Regions from separate parts of the Callithrix jacchus genome. Here region 1 is linked to region 2. A link is a contact called in public Hi-C data. All regions are on one chromosome and are shown on one strand. The core of a region is the stretch at or near the end of the contact, and the rest is flanking DNA. Distances in the headings are between cores, read along the strand shown.

The links. A called contact is a pair of places that touch in the nucleus more often than the background predicts.
Region 1: a contact with region 2 is called in a Hi-C map of skeletal muscle, with 6 times the contacts expected there. The contact joins the promoter of SPPL3 here to the promoter of ACADS in region 2. A contact is called at or near these places in 2 of 3 Hi-C or Micro-C datasets (both in skeletal muscle).

The regions. Positions count from the first base shown.
Region 1 is chr9:124,045,836-124,048,991 of calJac240_pri, reverse strand. It overlaps SPPL3 (signal peptide peptidase like 3), which reads left to right and starts at 1,634. Exons shown (of 11, transcript XM_035257843.3): 1 at 1,634-2,143. The coding sequence starts at 2,121.
Region 2 is chr9:123,856,069-123,859,323 of calJac240_pri, reverse strand. It overlaps ACADS (acyl-CoA dehydrogenase short chain), which reads right to left and starts at 1,662. Exons shown (of 12, transcript XM_078337439.1): 1 at 1,551-1,662; 2 at 262-425.

The DNA.
Region 1 (3,156 bases), core at 385-2,884, 190 kb before region 2:
GTGCAGAGAAGCTTGAGTATGTTGGTTTCAGGTGTGTGAGTTTCGCCTTCTGCAGAGAAACTGAGGGGTGAGGGATGGGGGTGGAGGGATGTCCAGGAGGGTTAGTGTGTTTGTTGCCCAGGCATGTTTCTAAATTCTGAAGCTGCACTAGTTAATCATTTTTATTCATGTACACAGTAGCTGGCAGGGAGGCTCAGCTGGGCCCTCCAGCTCTGGCTTCAGTGCATCTTTTCAGTGTCTTCTCCCAAAACTCCAGCACAAATCACCCATCCCACTCTTGATTCAAACCCAGCTGGAATTGGGCCTTGCCTCATGCCATTCTTTCTTCCTAGAATGCCTTTTAAAAATTTTTTTATTTTTATTTTTTGAGACAGAGTCTTGCTCTGTCACCCAGGCTGAAATGCAGTGGCACAATCTTGGCTCACTGCAACCTCTGCCTCTCGGGTTCAAGTGATTCTCCTGCCTCAGCCTCCCCAGTAGTTGGGATTACAGGCATGTGCCACCATTCCCAGCTAATTTTTGTATTTGTAATAGAGACGGGGTTTCACCATGTTGGTCAGGCTGGTCTCAAACTCCTGACCTCGTGATCCGACCCCCTCAGCCTCCCAAAGAGCTAGGATTACAGGCATGAGCCACCTTTTACAGGCCAAGAACACCTTTTCTTTGGTAAGCCTCTTATCCTTTCAGACGGCCTCATCCACTCCTGGGGAAGTATCCCCCAGTACCTGGGGCCTCCATTCGTCTCTCCCCACTCTTTCCCTCTAAGCCGAAGATTCACTCTGTTGGCCTCTGGTCTAGGTCTACTGTCTTTACTTCTGTGCCCGGAAACCTTTAGCTGGACGGTTTCTTTGAGCTTTCCCGGGATCTTTGCAAGGCCAGCTCTCTGTCATTCAATATCAACTCAAATGTCACCTCCCAAGCGAGGCCTTCTTTGACCACCCTATCTAAAGTAACCCACACCTCTACTCACTCTCTGTACCCTCACCTTGTGTATAAAACGTGTTTTTGTAAAAATTAACAGCATCTGAAATTATTTTATTTGGAGGCTTGGACTATCTCTCTTCTCTTGAATGTAAGCTCCAGGAAGGCAGAGTAAGTTGACACACGGTTGGCACCCAACAAATATCTGTTGATTGATTCAATGAAGGCAAGCGTTGGGTATTCGACTTGGCACCAGGCCTGAGAGCAATAAAGGTTGGCTGCCTGGAATATGTGCTACGTGAATAAATGAACCAAGGAACATAACGAAGGAGTGCAGCCCTCTCTCTGCCTGTTGACTGACAAGTTGACTGACATTTGAGGAGCCCGTGGCCGGCAGACTGTTGACTGACGGTTGACAGCTGAGTGGCAGCCACAGACGTGCATCGGCGTTCCCGATTGGCTGGTGCTGCAGCCCCTCGGAAAGGGGCATAAGAGGGTACCCGAGGCGACATCGCCGCGTGGGGAGGGGGGCGGCACCAGGCGGCGGGAGGCGGCCCGACAGCACCGGCCATGCAAGCCGCAGCCGCCTAAAACCCGGGAGCCAACGTCTCGGAGCAAGAGCCCGGCTCGAGGGGCGGGGCGCGCGTCACGTGAGCGTGTTTTGGGCACGTGACCCGCGCGGGCCCAAGGCTCGCCCCCGCCCCCGCCCCTCCTCCCCTCGGCGGGTGTGATCGAGCGGCCTCGCCTCATCGCCTAGCGCCCCCCTCAGCCGCCGCCGCCGCCTCCGCCCGCCGGCCATGTCCCCCGGCCGCCGCCGCCGCCCGAGCGCGGCGCTCCCGCGGCCCGACGCGCAGTGAGCGCGGGCCAGTCTTGCCGTTCGCCTGTCCCGGGGCCCCCTTGTTCTCGGCGCCGCCGCCGCCGCCGCCATGTTGGGTTTGGAGCCGCAGCGGAGCCGCCGCCGCCGCCGCGGGTGAGGGAGGCCGAGAGCGGAGCCCGCCCCGCCCCGGGGCCCAGGGAGCGGGGCCGCCTCGGAGCGCGGCCTCTACCCGCCAGCCGACTTCCCGGCCCGCCGCTCATCCAGCGAGCCAGCGAGCGAGCAGGCACCGAACCCCGGCCGCGCCTTCCGCTCCCGGCCCGAGCGAGCCCGCCGCCGCCGGGCCCGGCCACAGCCTGCAGCAGAGCCCACGAGAGGCAGCGCCATGGCGGAGCAGACCTACTCGTGGTGAGTGCGGGGCTCCGGGAGGCCGGGGCGCGGCGAGGGTGGGGGTCGCGGCGCCGGTGCGGCCCGCCGAGGGGAAGAGGAGGAGGAACAGGTGCGTGTCGGGGAGGGGGGGCTCGGGTTGGGGTGCACGCCCCCCTCTTCCCCACCGGAGGGGGCGGCTGGCGCGCGCGGAAGGCGGTGAGTGGCCAGGGACCCGGCGTCCGAGAAGGGGGATGGAGGAGGAGGCGGCGGCGGCGGCCGGCAGCGGCGGATGTCATCTGGCTATGGGCGGAGCAGGTGATGGAGAAGGGGAGCTTGACCCCGGGGATGGGAAGCCCACGGATGGGAAGTTGAATCCGACAGGCACCCCGGAACTGACTCGTGGGGTGGCTCCTGGACTGGAGGACTCGAAAGGGTGGAGAGAGGCAGAGGCAGGCCAGGGCAAAGGTGGGCCGCTGGGCCGAGAGGAAGCTCTGGCGAGAACAGGTGATAGAGGCAGAACTTCTGAGTTGGGAGAGTGGAGCAGTCGCCGCAGCTGCGGGGCCGCTGCTTGGCTCTGGGACGGGGAGCTCAGGGGGAGTTGGTGAGGTGGGCAGAGGCCCGGGAGTAAAGGGAGAAAAACTGCGGGGGGAGAGGGTCCGGGAACCTTGGAGGGGAGTCACGAGTGAAGAGGTTGGAAGGAGAGCCTTTTTGAAGAACCAGATTTTGGAAAAGGAATTCGTTGGTGACAGTGGGGCATGGGCAGAATCTTTGTGAGGGTCGCTACTATTGTTTTGAGAGGAATGGCGCCCAGGTCCAAGTGTGGAGGTGGAGGACCTGCAAGTGAAGTTCATTTCTGTGGGGCTTTTAAAGTTAGTAAGTAGCTCGTTAAAGACCAGAAGCGAGAAGCTACTGTGTAGTTTATGGGGTGACAACCTACATATCCCGAGAAGGGAGTGCCAGGGTTTGGGGGAAGGAACAAAAGAAGAGCATGCAGTGGTGGGATATTTGTAGGACGGGCTGAAGGAGCGATGATAGTACCCATGAAGGGTGGA
Region 2 (3,255 bases), core at 413-2,912:
TAAAAGCACTATTACAATTAGCACACAGTATGGTACACGGTAAGCAACTGACCATCCACCGCAAATTACTGCTGTCCTGGAAGTTAAATCCTGGCTACTGGCCACATGTTGGACAAGGGAAACTTCCAGAGCATTTTCTGGGTTCCAGGCTCTGCTCTGGGGTTCCTCTACTAGTCTGGGTGCCGCTGGCTGTCACTGTCACCACTTATCCAGGAGCAGAGGGCAGACCGCCATCATGGGCTGCTGAGGTTGCACTCTCACCTGAGCTGCTGGGAAGAGATGTTCCTTGTCTACCTGGGCTGCAATGGGAAACAATTCCTTCTCAGCAAAGTCCCGGCATGTCTGACGCAACATCTGGTGTGTCTCAGGCAGTTCCACAGACTGGTAAATGGTGTGTACCTGCCGCCAGTCCCTCGGATGGAGAGCTATCAGCAAGGGCAGAAGTCAGTGGAAGGAGAAAGCACGAGATCTCAAAGAATACTAGTGGCCCACTGACTCAGTGGTTCTCCACCAGGGAGTATTTTGCCCTCCAAGGGACATCTGGCAATGTCTGGAGACAATTTAAGTTGTCACAACTGGAGGAGGGGAATGCTATTGGTACCCAGTGGATAGGGATCAGGGATCCTGCTGAACATCCTACAAGGCACAGGACAACCCCCACAACAAAGAACTGTCCCCAAAGAACTCTTGGCCCAAAATGTCCACGGCTGCCACTGAAAACCCCGTATTAACTTAATGCTTAGTGTACTCACTAGACATTTCCATACACTCCATCCTTCAGTCCTCAGTATAATGCCAATAGTAATAAGACCTCAGCTCTGTGGCCTGAGGCAAGGGTTTTAAATTTCACCCAGCCTCCTTTACTATAACAAGCGGAGGACAATAGTATTCAGCTCCTAGGAGTGGGAAGATTAAAGAGAGACTAACTGGCACTTAGCACAGTTCTCAGTAAGGGTTCCCTTTCTAATTCAGGCCAGGCAAAGGAAGCCGGGGCCGTAAGTGGCACAGTTGCCACAGCTGGAGACACATAAAATAGGAAATGTACTGTATTAACCAGCAAGAACATTTATGGAGCACCTGTTACATGCCAGGCGCAAAGTGCTTTACACGACCCTGTGATTTAGTCCTCCCAACATCTCTGATTTTCCCTGTGGACATTTTAAACATAGGACAAATGAGTCTGAGAGGGCTGCCTTGCCCAAGGTCACAGATGCGGATCTGGTTCAATCCCAGGCCTGGCTCCAGAAGAAGGGCACACCCTGAACCTGCTGGGGGTGAAATGAGGGATGCAGTCGTAAGGAATGGGCTCTCGGCGGGGGTCAATGGAGGGGTAAGGGTCCGTGCAGGAGCCAGGGATCCCTGAAGGGCCGGGCTGGGCCGGCGCGAGCAGCAGCAGAACTGGGGCAAAGGCCGCGCGCGCGCTCCTGGAGGAGCGGGCAAAAGCCCGCGGAACTGGCCAGAGGCACGGGCCAAAGCCGGCGGTCAGGATCTCTGCCTGCTGGGCCAGGCGTGGGCCGCTGCCCCGCCGTGCGGAGCCCGAGCGCACTCACCTCTGCGAACAGGGCCAGAGGCCCGGGCGAGGAGTGCGGCGGCCATGGGCGACAGAAACGGCCCTGGCGTTCTCCTCCGTGACTCCCCGCAGCTAACGCGCGGTTCCGGACTGCAGGGGCGGGACTCGAGGCAGAGGCCTCGGGCTGAGGGGGAGGGGCCGAGGCGCGCTCGCGCCCCGGGGGCGGGGCCTCCAGTAGTCCCTCCCGAGGCGAAACACCCACGCTGCCTGCGCGAGCTGGCTGTTGGTGCCCTCATTCGTTAATCAAAATGCCAACAAAACAAAGCTAAGGGCAGAGCCTCTCAGAAAGGCCAGAAAGGTCTCTTTAAATAAGATGGCGATCTTCGGCTTAAAACTTTGTTGGCTTTGTCGGTGGGCCCACCTCCCGCCCACCTAAAATTTTAGGGCCCACCTAAAATCCAATTCTATGGCTTGAAAAGCCAAGACCTGCCCTATCTATCAGGGCCCATGTCCGCCGTTCCCTGGTTATTGTTGCTCAGCTTTATGAGGTAGCTCTTCTCTGAGACCCTTAGCTGGTTCGTGACTCGGGGCTTCTGTGATCACTGTTCCCCTTGTCTGGAATGCCCCTCTTCATTCGGATGTCGTGGAGGCCTACCCTGATCACACCAGGCCTCCCCCACCGGCTTCTTTTGTTCTGTTTATTAAAGGTACTTTGCATCTGAAATTATCTGCTACCCAACTTGCTCCAAGAAGCCTAAGGACTTTGTCTTGTGTTGGTGCTCAGTATTTAGGCCCCTGGAGTTGGGCTGCAAGGGAAGGAGCTTTCTTTTCCCCAGAGGCTAAGGTGGGTGGAACTGCTCTCTGTTCCACTTCAGTCCTGTCGACCTCACTCCCGGTTGGGGCAGAGCCAAACTTTTGACCCCTAGCATCTTCATTAGGGTGCCTTCACCTTCCCCAAGAAACTATGCTGATTTTACTTGTCCCATAAGGGTCTGGTCTTGCACAAATATGATTCTGACTCCTATAGCGCCTGGCACCACCCACACCCTCCCAGGAACCCACACATCCCTCCAACTGCCTTTCTTTCCTAACACTCAGCCAGGCAAGCATCTGTTCCCAGCATTGACCTATTTGCCAAAAATTGTCTCTTCCTCTTGGAGGAAAGTAGAAACCTCGGAGAGCCAGTTAAAAGGTACAGCAAAGTCCTTAACGTGTTACCTTTCATTTTAAATAATGCATTTAAAAGAAAGCCTCTAAATTCTCAGTACTTTAATGAATGGCTGTCATTGGCACATGCTCTGAGGGCTTCCTCACCTTTCAGTCATCCCACCTGGCACCAGCCCCGGGTGGAAGAAACCATGAAAAAGCAGGAGAAAAGAGAGAAATAAGTGAGTTGTGTTTGTGAGCAGAGGCCAGTAATAATTGCTTCAGGTGCCAAAGAGCATCTAAACCAGATTCTTATCTGAGAACTGTTTGTGACTATAAATATGAATGTAAAATTTCATTTTAAAAGCAACCAAGTTTTCCTATAGAGACAGAATCAGATAGTGGTTGCAAGAGGCTGAGGTGGGGGAAGGGACCTGGCTGCAAACACAAGGAACTCAGGAACCTTCCGAGTGGGTATGATGGAAATGTCCTATATCATGACTGTGATGGGGTAATAAGACTATTCATTTATCAAAATGCATCAATACTCTTAAGTGAGGTGAATTTTGCTGTAGTTCCAGTATTCCTTAATAAGCCTA